Regions from separate parts of the Rattus norvegicus genome. Here region 1 is linked to region 2. A link is a contact called in public Hi-C data. All regions are on one chromosome and are shown on one strand. The core of a region is the stretch at or near the end of the contact, and the rest is flanking DNA. Distances in the headings are between cores, read along the strand shown. Region 1 has its middle 690 kb from the start of Zfp608. Region 2 has its middle 210 kb from the start of Zfp608.

Region 1 (7,121 bases), core at 1,432-3,931, 480 kb after region 2:
AAAACAAAATCATCATATCTGGGATGTAAGTTTTACATGTTTAATGGGTAAATGTTCAGGCAAGGCAAAATTCTCAACACTAAATACTTATCCTGAAAATGACAATTCTCAAACTGTGCGGTAGTGGCCTAGCCCACCATCCAAGTAAATGGCACGCGCACACAAACACACACACACACACACACACACACACACACACACACACACAACAACAACAACAACAACAAACACATGTTACAACAGGCATTCATCAAGGTGTCTGGGACTCTTTGGGCAGCAATGCAGAAAGGGTTTCCTCATAGAGTTTATACTGGCTGAGGATGGAAATGAAACGGACCCTCTGCTTGGTGTCAAGGCCAACATTCTAAGTGCTTTTCATGATCTAGTTGTAGTCAGTGAGTGCTTTCTTTTGGATGCCAGAGAAACACTCCTAAGGAAACCAGGGAGACAAAGTCAAGAGATTCCGATGCAATGAATACAAACACAAAATAGATACTCCCAAGGTGACCTGACTTGAGTTTATCAGTTAGAGCTAGAAGCCAAATAACTCCTGTGAGATGAGCTGAAGAGTTGAGCAGAAATAAATCAGGATTCGTGCCACAGAGAAGCAGAATTAATGTGAAATCTAGAAATACATGAACTTAGCACCTATAAGCTTCATGCAAAGACAAGGGGCCAGGAAAGTTCCCACTTAATCCTCATTACTAATTACTACTTGCAGCAAATTCTCCCTTTTTCATGCACTAATAGGTGCTATATTGTCTTGGTGTACTGAGAAACTCAGTGTTTGGATGATGTGATAGTCTATAGGTGCTCCTATTTTAGGGAATAGGAAAGTAAGTCACAGAAATAAGATGGAAATGTGATTAGTTAGTCACCTAACTAATAACACCTGCTGACCCAGTATAAAGTCCAGACAGGCTGACTGTTGCCAGCATGTACAAGAGTAACCTCAAACTAAGTCATTGTTAACGAAGTTACTGGTCTTCTTTTGCTGTATCTTAAATTACCATAATGTGGTAGTTTAGACGACATGAATTTGTCATCTTATTTATATTCTAGATGTCTAGAAGACTTGGAGATTAGAATATTGACATCTTTGTATCTATACCATGGAGAGTAACAATTACTTAGTTTGACTGAAGAGTGTTTGGATTGCATAAGGGAATTAGAAATGTCTGCTATAAATGTGGGTCTTAGTCATGTCCACCTTTTCATAATTGGGAATTACATTTTCAATAAAATTAAGTCTATATTTACACACTGTTTTATAAAAATACATTGCTGTGACAAGTCAGGCATGTATCTCTGAATGATTAGGATTAACCTCTGGAAAACTAGTCTCTAGAGTTTTTTCCCCACCATGTATGATGTACCTAGCCATGCATACACCACAGTGCCTGTAGAAATCAGAGGACAACTTGTGAGATAGTTCTTTCCTTCCATCATCTGGGTTCTGGGGCTCAAACTCAGGTCTCAGGCTTAGCAGCAAGTGCCTTCATCCGTGTGTGTGTGTGTGTGTGTGTGTGTGTGTGTGTGTGTAGCAGCTTACTCATGGAGAACATCTACTGTAGAAGAACTCTCACAAGACTTAATTCTCATGAGTCACATGGACTCTGGCACTTAGCCTACCAACAACATATCAGTAGGAAAAACAGGCAGGTGGGACAGAAGGCAAATTCAGATACTACAAAGAGTCTAATATCATTAGATATTAGGAAATTCTTTACATATACATTTAAGGCAGTAATTATGTTCCTTCATGCATTGAGTCATGGTAGGGAGAAGACAGGGCATAGAAGAAAGGACCCCATGTAAGGTATCGGGAAATATTTCCAGACCATGGCTTCCATGGGTCACCTCAGCTGAGCCAGTGGAGCATCACCATCCAGTCCTATTGTAGTGTTTGAAAATGTGCACTGCACCAAGACACGGGTACCCTTACATGCGTATACAAGGCACACACCAATCTCTTTGTTGTGCTCCAGGAGCGTGTATCTGTCTTTGTATCAGTATCTCAAAAACACTTTAAAGATGTTTGAGAAAAGACATGTCAATCTGTTTAAGTAACGGCCTCTTTGAAATTTCCCCTGGTATTTTTAACACGCCTCCTCAGAAAGCTAGACACAATTGCAATCGGAGCAAACAAAGACAATTTGCGTTTGCAATGGAGTAGCTTAATGCTTTCCTTAAAGGTGTAGCTTGATTAATTTCTTTTATTAGGCTAAGCAGGATGATCCACGAAGGAAAGTGCCTTGTAGCTACAGAGAGTTATTATTCATTATAATAAAGGCCAGGGTAGCAACAGCTCAATAATGGGATATTAATGGACTTTTTAACAATGACGCAACAAGCAGCTTTAAAGGAAGCAGGATGAGAACTTCTCAATGGTAAAAAATGAATTGTGTTCTTCCCAGGGAAAAGGAAATAAACACTGGCTATCTTTCAGCCTTTTCTAACTTTACATCCACATTAGTAGAAGCAGTTCAGATCTGCAAGGGAACCCCGTGCCTTCCACAAGTGGATGCAGGAAAAACTGACTCCCATCGGCTGGGGTTTAATGTTATGAATCTGACTTGTCAGCCTGATGATTCATAAGCAGGAACAGAGAGAGTGTGAAGCCTGCATTTCTGAGGTTTGGGAATAGATTAGAGTGTTTAGACAGCTTTCATGTCCGTTCTCAGCCAGCCTTGCTGGACATGAAAGGAACTTCAGAACAGTCTCTAGCTCTACAACAGGCCCAGAGTTGAGATCTAGGGAGATGAATCATTGCTTGTTCAAAGTACAATGAGCCGAATGTCACTGAAGCCTACACTAGCAACCTTTCGAGAAAACCCTGTTTCTGTCTGTGGGTAAAAAAAGTACATAATAACTCTAAATAAAATTAGATGTCTGTGCTGGAAAGATGGTCTGTGTCTCTGATTTCACTGGCTAATGAGAAGCAACCTTTGAGAGAATTTTTTACACGGTGGTATGTAATGCTTGCCCTGGGGTGAGAGGGTTGAAAATTTTTCCTTACTCAACAACGAAATGTCTTTCACAGTGGTTTGATTCTTTGGTGGACCACCATCATTTGGTCCTAACTTTACTCTGTCTTTGGTTATTTCGCTTTTACTGGGGACCCACTACATGCCAAGTATTATGTGCTGGGTTATAGAGATACATGTTTAAAAGGCAATAAGAACTCAGAAAGCTATTATGGAAAAAATGTGTATACGTTGACCACAAAATGTATAGTGAACATCCCAATGAAATTAGTGAGTCTCAGAAACAGAGGGGCTTTTCTCAGGACTGACTAAGAGAATGAATGGGTAGCTGTTTCCAGAGGATGTAATGCATGACTTTGGTTTTGTGAGACAATTAATAGCTTGACATTTGACCAAAAAATGAAATCAAAAAATGCAAAGAATGAATGGTGTGGGCAAAATCATGGAGCAATAACACAGAGAATGAATATAGAAGGAGGCTTGTACAGGACTGTGGGTTTAACTCCTGAAACTGGGAGGGAGAGAATCAGAAACAAGAAAAGGGAACTCATGGACTTAGCTAAGAAAACTCTTACCTCTTTCATAGAAAGTTTGTTTCTGCTACACTGAAGTTAACCTGTGAGCCAAGAAACATGATGTCGATGGATAGTCTCTGGACTGAGATAGCAGAGGCAGCAAGACCTATCTACAAGAGAGTGAGTGAAGCTAGACAGAGTAAATGCAAAGGAGACAGTGAAGTGGGCAAACCATTCAAGATGAAATTGTAAGGGTTTGGGGATGTATGTAAGTGTCTTGAGTCACTTGGTGGAGACACAATTTTTAAGGAGGAACAGAGCAGCATGGCCGTGCGAAGGTCAAGAAACTGACCTAAAGTAGAAGGGGAGGGTATAGATGTTCACAATGTTGAGCTTAGGGTGACCATAGAGGTTAGGAGTCAACAAGAACATGATAATCCTCCCAGCAAGGCTGTAAGACAGGTTTCACAGTTGTACATAATGGCAGGCAAAATAGAGCAAGATGCAAAAGTGAAGCATCCGCGTTGTGCTCTCTGCGTTAAGTTTCAACTCTCCTGAGTACATCCGAAAAGGAGGACATGGATTTGACCCACCTGAAATGAGGAGCCCCACATCTCTCTTGTGTATTTCTCGTGCGTCTTTTCTACTTATCCATGATGCAAGTCATTGAGCTATGAAAGACTTGATTGGGATATTAAAAGGTAATGGGATTGCAATATGTAAAGGGAAGATTTTTGAATCCATTCTAGTCCAAAAGAAAAGCAGTCTGTGAGCTAAAGCATCAGTGAAGTGTGTTTCCCCGGCTCATACATGCGCTGTAAGAGTTTCCCTTAAATCTGTCCAGTGTGGTTGACATTCATCTTTTTTTAACGTAATGTCCACTTTTCTAAATGTTTGACCTTCCCCTTGCTATATATTCCTACCTTTCATATCAAAACTTTTCTTCTAATTTTGTTTAAGTACTATAGATGACCACTTCCCATGGAGTTTACATAAAGGAACCCAAAAAGACTCTGGGCATTTGGACGCCAGGCTCTTCTTCTGATTCTGTGTTTTGTGTACAAAACTCTTTGCAGCTTTTTAGTGTCTGGTAGAAAACTTTGAACAAATGAGAGTGCATGGACAATGTACTCTGTAAGTTCCAGTTATCAGTAAATAATATTAAGTTTTCCCATTTCACTAGCAGTTAAGAATCATGCCAATTAGCTGGCTGGGGGTGGCATACACCTTTAATACCAGTACTTAGGAGACAGAGACAAATGAATCTCTGAATTTGAGGCTGACCAGGTCTACAGAAGTTCTAGGACAGTCAAGGCTACTCAGCAAGACCCTGTCTAGATATTAAAAATAAACAAGGAACAACAGCAAGAACAACAACAAAAAATTTCTGTCAATTGACCAATCCTATTGGTCTGGAAGATGGTGCAAAAGATAAAGACCTTTCTGCAAAGCCTAAAAACTTAGAGTTCAGTGTCTGAAACCCACAGAATGGAAGGAAATAAACAGCTCCAGAAAAATTTCCTCTAACAAACACACATACTCCCTCACACACATCCATAAATACACACAAACACACACAGGCACACACACACACACACACACACACACACACACACACAAACACCCACTAGATAGATAGATGATAGATAGTTAGATGATAGATAGATAGATAGATAGATAGATAGATAGATAGATGATAGATAGATGATAGATAGATAGATAGATAGATAGATAGATAGATAGATAGATAGATAGATAGAATAACTCATAACAAGTAAATGTAGTAAGTGGTATTATAGTTCGAATGTGGAATGTTCCCCATAGGCTTGTGTCTTTAACTTGATTCCTAAGTGTTGTCGCTGTTTGAAGATATTGGAGAACCATCAAGAGGTAGAACCAGGGGGCTGGAGAGATGGCTCAGTGGTTAAGAGCCCCGACTGCTCTTCCAGAGGTCCTGAGTTCAATTCCCAGCAACCACATGGTGGCTCACAACCATCTGTAAAGAGATCTGATGCCCTCTTCTGGTGTATCTGAAGACAGCTACAGTGTACTTATATATAATAAATGAATAAATCTTAAAAAAAAAAAGAGGTAGAACCAAGAAAAAGTAGGCTTCTGGGAGGCAGGTCTTATAGGTTGATGCCCAGCCACAGTTCTGGCCAAGTTCTCCCTGATCATCCAAACATAAACAATAGCTTCATGTTCCCACTGCCAGAACTGTGAGCCATGGTGAGCTAGACATGCCTTCATTGCCATGACGGATGGTACTTTCTCAAACCATGGGCCAAAAAGTCATCCCTCTTTTAGAATTCCATCTCTAGTGTGTTTTATCAGACTAACAAGAAAATCGACTACTATAAAAATCTGATGCCAGGAAGTAGGGTAATGGAGCTGACCATGTGGCTCTGAGGCTTAGGGACTTGTGTGCTGAAGAAACGTAGAAGCATTCGGAGCTGCAGTTTACTGAAGGCCTTGAAGGCTGTAAGCAATGGAAGTTTTAAAGAAACCATAGGTCAAAAAGGTAGACAGTGAAGGGTATGCTGGTGAGGTTTCAGAGAGGGGCAGGGACAGCTTTGAAAATTGCAGAAAATAGGAAAACCATTTGCATTGCATTCCGGCCAAGGACCTGGCTACTTTCTGCCGGTGTCCTGAAGTTTTCCGTGAGGATAAACAGAAAAGCAACAGACCAGATCCATTTCGTGGAGGAAATTGTACACAGTGGAGGTTTGGCTCAGGCTACGGCATTACTGTTGTTACGATGTCAACCAAAGTTCATAGTAACTGAGCAGAAGGATACGAAAACACTGCCCTGAGTCAAGGAACAGAATGTGAATCCAGTTAAATCTGTGACTGGAGCAGATGCTGACAGTATAGTCACGATTGTTAATGGTACCCACTAAAGACAAACAGTCCCTTCTGCTGGAGGACAGAAGAAAAAGTGACTGCCGGGTCAGACGTTACTCCTGATACCAATGATCAGAGTTAGTTATTTTTCTTATTAGTAACAAGTCAAGTCAGGAAGGATTTGTTTAAGCTTAAGATTTGACCATGTATAAGCCATTGTGCCCAGGAAGGCATAGTGGCAGTGTGACCCACTCAACAGGAGGGAGACAGGGACGTAGTTCCATCCATTGGCTTAGGGGTTATAAAGTGGGCTGAACTCAAGGCTAAGTTGAAACTCTCACCACCACCAACTTCTGCTAATCAAGCCTCACCTCTTAAAGGTCCTATAACTGCCCAAGGCAGTGTCACCTGCTGGGAACCAAGTATCCAGACATATGGACATGTGGGTGGGGGCATGGATTTTTCACATGTAAACAATAGCAAAGAGACTGTGAAAAATTTGTCCGTTGAGAGCAAGAAATGAGAGTATTAAGAAGCATGTGTATTCGAGAGTACAGTGGGCAGCAGGGTGAAGAAAATAAATGATGAGCTGATCAAAAGTTGCCGAGCCAGCATTCCAGTGGCTTTCCAGGTTTGTCATTAAAACTCTCAGTCGTGCTGGAATAGTTCATGCTTACTACTGCCTCCCATCTTTGTTCAGAAGTGTGTGGGCTCATGGTATAATCGTCTGGAAGTGTTGGTACAGAGAATGGCAAGTGTGAGCAGCTGGGAAGAT
Region 2 (6,559 bases), core at 514-3,013:
GTTGCCGTTTTGAAGGACAGGGTTTAATTAAAAACAAAGCATGCAGGAGCCCGACCTAGTCAAGCAGAGAGTCTTTGCATTATTACATGCATCAGGAGTTTATTTTCGCAGCGCTAGGTGATGGAACCTAGAGTCTTGCTACTTACCAGGCAAGTGCTATCCCACAGAGCCACACGCCATTGATGCTTTTTAAAATATAAATTTGTTTGTGTCTGTGACAAATTCTGGGTATTTCTCAGAAACCAGAGCACTATAAAGAAACATCCATGCATGGCTGTTGAGATCAGGCTATGCCCTACCCTAAGTTACTACATATTGTATGGATGGATGTCTTTTAGGTCGTGCACTGTACTAGGAAACCCCACTTCACGAGGTAGCTTTTGAGTCGGTAGCTCATGGGTGGAGGCAAAAACTATACCATCTGTCCAGCATCCTCCAGCACGGACTGAGAGATGATTTATTCCTGAAATACACAGTGAGCCACCCTATAAATCTATGGAATAGAATTGAAACTGTGGGAACATGTGGGCATATAGTCCAGCCCCAAGAATTTACTAGGCACACTAGACCAAGGAACAAGGGTAACTCATTTACCTGATCAATAAAGTGGTGGATATCCAACATGAAAATCATGACTGAACATCTCATACCTGGAGTCTCCAAACAAGGACTCCCTGACTTCTGTACCCTCCAGATGTTGACACAGTCTACCGGGCACTTCCTGCCTGTCCATTTGCACCTGGAACAGATTTACTGTCTCAAGCTCCTGATTGTTTTCTTGATCACATTCAGCCTTCAACCCTTCTGATGAATCCTGTACCTTCTCTCACAGACCAGATTCCAACAGTTCCAGGCCCAGTCCCCACTGGAGACTGGTCTGGTTTGTCCCCCTATCAATACATACTTTCTCAGCCCACTTGGAAAAGTATGAATTCTGCTGTCGTTCTTTGGCAAGCATCCATCCACTACCTCATGCACACACAAATAGATGTGTGTGTGTGTGTGTGTGTGTGTGTGTGTGTGTGTGTGTATTTACTCCATAGTGTGGGAAGTAAAAGACAATACTAGTAACTAAGATTGGAATAAAGAGTCTCGATTCACCTCAGCGAGGCTACAGAGCACTGACACTGCTAATCCTAGTGAATGTATTGTTGTTCAGTGAAATTCTGACACTGTGGAAAGACACACGTTTGTCTGTGTTTCTGCCATAGGGTTCTCACAGCAGTGGCTTTTATGTATTTATTTTTATTGGTATTGGAACTTCCTCACCTTGATATAATGAACGGGTATCACTCCCAATGTTAAGAAACCTCTTCAATTGTAAATTATATATAATGATCCCAGCAACAACCTCCCAGGAAAACCTTTCGCCCCAGCCCTCACTTCTGTCTTCTCGCCTCTCATTTCTCATTCCTTATAATATCTGGACACTGCTAGAAGCCTACCATCATACAACAAGGAGTTTGAGATGACGGGAGTGAGAAAATGGATTCCCAGAAAATGACTCTTCTCCTCCTGGCCCAGACAGGACAGGGTGTGAGTTACTGGAGGAGTTGGGTGATTAAAAAAACTTTCCCTGTGGCTAGAATGTTTGTTTAGAAAGCAAGGAGAATTATCAGATAAACCCCTTAACCTGCTTGTGACTCTTGTAATGTAAACGGTACAAGCAATAAAGTGGCCAGCTGACGGCCTCTTACAGGACCGATCAAGCCAAGTGATTCCTTTTATATTCATTTACACAAGAAAGCAAACCTTTCTTTCCCAGTTCCTGACACACACTGCCTCAGCACAGCCTGTCAATTGTTTATTGGGTTGAGGAGAATGCCAGGGGTGGGAGGTGCCAGCCTCAGTCTCTGTTTTCCCTGGAAGCTTCTTAGGAAGCCATCTCAGCTTTTAAATGTGGCAAAACTCCTGTTGGGATTTACATAGAAGGAAGAATTGATTCTCTCTGGGTCATAAGAATTTCTGTATCTCCTCATTATTATTCCAAAAATGATTTTGCCTTCTCTTTACCCGGGAGGACTTGACTCAAACTGTATTTAATTTTTAAGTGGGCATACAGAATAATGCAAAACAAAACAAGTGCTTTACAGCAAGAACAAAAGCGCACAGACCCACAGACCCAATACCCTATCTTATTTGAAATTCCTGGAAGCATTCTAGGAAATGAGGTGGTGAATGTTAGTTGCAGACAAGGAAAGTGGGGGCAAAGGGAGGGAGGGAGGTGTTGGGGGAGGTAGAGAGAGTGGGGAAGGGACGGAAGGAGAGAGAAAGAGACAGAGACAGATAGAGATTTGTTAGGTAATTTTTGAGAGGCAGATACACTTCCAGGATATATTTTTTTTTTCTTGGGGGGGGGGATACTTTTTTTCCTCGCTTTTCATCTCCTTCACACACTGGCCGAGGCAAACAAGGTGAACAGATGTGCTCAAAGAATTAACTCTGGCCCAGGGAACATGGGGAGGAAATATTTCCTTTGAAATAGCCACCTTTAAATTCCATTAGTTCAATCTGATAGAGAGGGATCTGGGCAAGGAAATGATTTAAGCAGCCAGGCTGTTTGTCCAGACACGGAGCCCTTTTGTCATATGAAAAACCTGAAGACAAATTGAATATTTCTCCCATAAACTGGCAAGAGTTTAACATCCTGGCTTGAAGGAGACAACCACATTTGTTTTACTGTTAATAAATTCACCTAAGTAAGGATTTTTCTTTCGCCACTAAGTCCCCTGCCCCCTCCCCACTCGTTCAGAACAGCTCCACAGTCGCCACGTCTGTGTAAAACCAACTCTCCCCACGGAAAAAGCTGCATAACCAGTCAAAGAACAAGGCTGTGGGATTAGCACATTATGAAGAATAAAGAGAGGCCTTCAGCTTGCTGTCATGTGCGATATTTATCACATTCTTCATGACTGGCTCTAATAACAGCACCGAGATAGAACAAGCTTGATGAATTTTACAAGCACAAGTCTAAGGAATCCAGGAGACCAAACCCACTTCACTTGCAGATTTTATTAGTCTTTAAAAAAAAAAGTATGTGTGTGTGTGTGTGTGTGTGTGTGTGTGTGTGTAGGGGTGGGGGGCCTATTGCTACAAAAGTAGGCTTGGATTTTGTCTGTTATGCTAATGTATTCATAGAAGAAGCTGGTGCTGAAGGCGGGTCTCCAATTAAGACAAATGAGTCACATTGAATTTCTCCCCCAGGGCACAGCAGGGGTGCTGGCAAAATCTACTTTATTCTTTGCTGTCAGGACTGAACTCGAAACAAAAGCATGAAAATTCAACACATCCACTTACAGAATAATAAAGGCTGTTGTTTAAAGCGTGAAGAGTTTTGGCACCCTTCTGGGGCCGGCTGCAGATCGTTCTTCCTCTCTATGGCTAGCACGCCATCGCTCTTGGAAATTAAAGATGTACTTGGTCGGTTAACAGCTGAGAGGAAAGCAGCCTGAAACTCAATTAGATTTTGTATTAAGCAAATAAATCAGGACTGACTGATATTGGCTAAACGAAAATGCATTACGGGCTGACAGTAATTCTAATTTGATTGACAAATATACGTGTTGTGTTATTAAGCTAAATGAATGATAAGAATCCTTTTCTTTTTTTTTTTAAGTTTGAGAATTTTGTTCTAGCAAACAATTCTTCTCTTTGAACTTGGGAGGAACAGAAAACAGACCCCATCTACCACTTGGTATTGCTTCTCTTCTGCCCTGGAACACAAGGAATCTGTTTTCTGTTCCTGGCAAAGAGTTGGAGACAAAATGAGTTTGCTGAAAGTCATTTGTTTTCATCCAGCTAGAGTTAGGGCAAGGTAACTTACTAATCGGCACACTATTTGCCTGCCGGAATGGAGCACAGCCAAGACACCTTTTATTAGTCACTTGGAAAGCAGGGAGCTGCACAGGCCTCCTTGTGTCTTCAGGGCTCTGAGGCACACAGAGCTTTTCTGCATGAGAGCACTTTGAGGTTCAAGTTTAAGAATGAAGATTTCAACCAAATTTTCTAAAGCCTTGTGGCAGGTGTGTGTGTGTGTGTGTGTGCGTGTGTGTGTGTGTGTGTGTGTGTGTGTGTGTGTGTGTGTTTGTGTTTGAGAGAGAGAGAGAGACAGAGACATGCAGAGACACACAGAGAGAAAGAGACAGAGTAGGATTTATAAAGACAGGGTGGGGTGTGTAAAGACAGGGTGAGGTATGTAAAGACAGGGTGGTGTGTGTGTGTGTGTGTGTGTGTGTGTGTGTGCTTGTGTGTGTGAGAGAGAGAAAGACAGACACAGAGAGACAGAGAGAGAAATGATGGTGTGTGTATGTGTGTGTGTGTTTGTGTGTGTGTGTGTGTGTGCATGTGCACATGTGTATGTGTATGTTTAAACTACTACTTCAAAGTGCAAAGGTGCTATTGTGTAGTGGATAAGCAAGAGTAGAGTTTGGAGAGTTTGTTATGTTATATAATGTATTTTTTTTTCTTTGTTGTTAACATTTCCAACCTAATATGGAGAACAGGAGAGGGAATCTGGTCAGGCAGTTCAGGGCAGGGATGTTGAAGGCAGCAGATCTGCCTCTCCTCTTGTTTTTGTTAGACGTTGGAAATATTCTTGGTTCTGTCCTGCCCAGAGAGACTGCACTACCTACTCTGGCTTCTTGCCCCCTTCCTTTTCTTTTCTCACCACCCAGAGCTGCTCCCCTGCACGAAAGATATAGCAGAGGCATCACTGCACCCAAGAAGTCAGCAGAGCCCTTATGGATAGGCTGACTAGACTGACTCAGCTCTCTGTGCCTCAGCCCAGATTCTGCCTTAAGCCCTTTAGAAAGTCCAGAATCAGACAGTTAGATGGCAACCCTTCTATCGGGCCCGCCCTTGCTATGCAGGAGCTCTGTTTTGCTTGATTTCTCTTAAGCTCTCTTCTGTAGATTTATAATAATTTTCCCTCTTTGTCTGTGAAACTCATCCTTTGGGTTCAAGGGACAAGGAACTCAGAAGTCACTGGTCTTAATGACTTGAGTAGCTGTTGATGTCTGGAACCTTAGTTCCCAGAGTGATGTTCCCCTGAGAGAAAGCTTCCATCACTCTTATTAAGGAACCTCTAATTTGTCTGTATCACTTACAGACCTGTGCGTCATCACATTCAGCACAGTGATAGACTCCTAAACACCAACCTTTCCTTTGTAATATTTTCCATTCTCTTCATCTTTTCCTTTTACCTACCAGATTAATGGTTCGTCATTTCCTTCCTTCCTTCCTTCCTTCCTTCCTTCCTTCCTTCCTTCCTTCCTCCCTTCCTCCCTTCCTCCTCCTTCCTTCCTTCCACCCTTCCTATCTTCCTTCCTTCCTTTTTTCTTTCTTTCTCCCTGCCTTCCTTTCTTCCTTCTTTTCTTCCTTTCTTCCCTCTCCTCCTCATCATTCTCCTCTCGCTCTCTGTGTCCATGGTGTACACATGTTTGTGTAGGTATTGTTCCGGTTGTGTGTGTATGAGCATGTACAAGTCAATGTCCAGGATCTTCCTCTGCTATCTTGTCATGAGCCAGGATCTCTCAGTGACCAGAGAGTTCATTGTTTCAGTTTTAGTCTGACTAGTCAGCCAGTCCTGGGAAAACTGTCTCACTGTCTCCTCCCAGCACAGTGCTGCTGTGTCAAGTTTTTATGTGAGCGCTGGTAACCCAGACTCAGGTTCTCACACATGCACAGCCAGCAGTTTACCACAGAAGCCGTCTGCCCAGATGTTCACCATTACCTTCCAATGGTCGTCCCATTCCCACTGCCCCCTACATTTCCTTCCTGGTTCCACTTGCCACATTTTGCTCTGGAGGGATGCCAGGAATTGTCTTTCTTCCCCTAGAGACCTACCCATTGGCTACACCTCACGGGAAATCCCCTCTGCCTTTGCTAGACACCTTCACCTCAGTCTGTTTTTCATCCAGCCTATGTGGGAGTCAGCTAAGGCTCTTGGCCAAAATAACTTCCCTTGATACCCAGTTCCTAATATTCCTCCACATACCAATCCACAATAGGGTTCACTGACATGGAGAGAAAGGAGGGGCATGGCAGAATGAGGCTTCATGCACATCTATGAGCAGTTTCGTCCATTCTGAGAAGAAACTCTACTGCAAGCCTTTGAAGAATTTGCTGTTTCATGTCTTTCTGCTCTTCTGTCCCTCCCCCTAGCCCTCCATCGCTGCCCATTGCTCCTTGGGTTTTGGTCTCTCTCTTTCTAAGCGCTCTTATCTGATAGGACATTCTCTGTCATGTACTGTGGGCATAGAAAAACTTTGTTCTGTGACATTGATAGTGTTAAGGTCAAACTATCCCAAAACATGGCTCCTCGGTTTACTGGAGATTTTCAGCTGAAATAATTTGATAAACAAGATGGATAGGGAGTTATGGGGATCTTGCCCTTGCTTCCCATCTCGGGATCTCTGTCAGAAGATCTCAGATATACACAGGACATGGTGTAAACAGGAAGGATACTATGACACACTCTCAGGGGTGAGAGTGGACAAAGCCTAGAGAGACCTTTGAGCCAACCTACATCTTAATCATTCAAACAATATCTCCCACCTTT

The links. A called contact is a pair of places that touch in the nucleus more often than the background predicts.
Region 1: a Hi-C map of Schwann cells shows a contact between it and region 2, with 6 times the contacts expected there. The contact joins two enhancer-like sites.

Annotation. Positions count from the first base shown.
Region 1 is chr18:51,291,145-51,298,265 of GRCr8, forward strand. No RefSeq gene overlaps it. Among named protein-coding and RNA genes, the nearest start is that of Zfp608, 690 kb to the left of the region's middle. Within about 2 kb of position 2,682, at least 30 of the 93 cell types and tissues checked have an H3K27ac peak or open chromatin away from gene starts, as enhancers often do. A contact at or near this core is called in Schwann cells, where this site is marked.
Region 2 is chr18:50,811,153-50,817,711 of GRCr8, forward strand. No RefSeq gene overlaps it. Among named protein-coding and RNA genes, the nearest start is that of Zfp608, 210 kb to the left of the region's middle. Within about 2 kb of position 1,764, at least 41 of the 93 cell types and tissues checked have an H3K27ac peak or open chromatin away from gene starts, as enhancers often do. A contact at or near this core is called in Schwann cells, where this site is marked.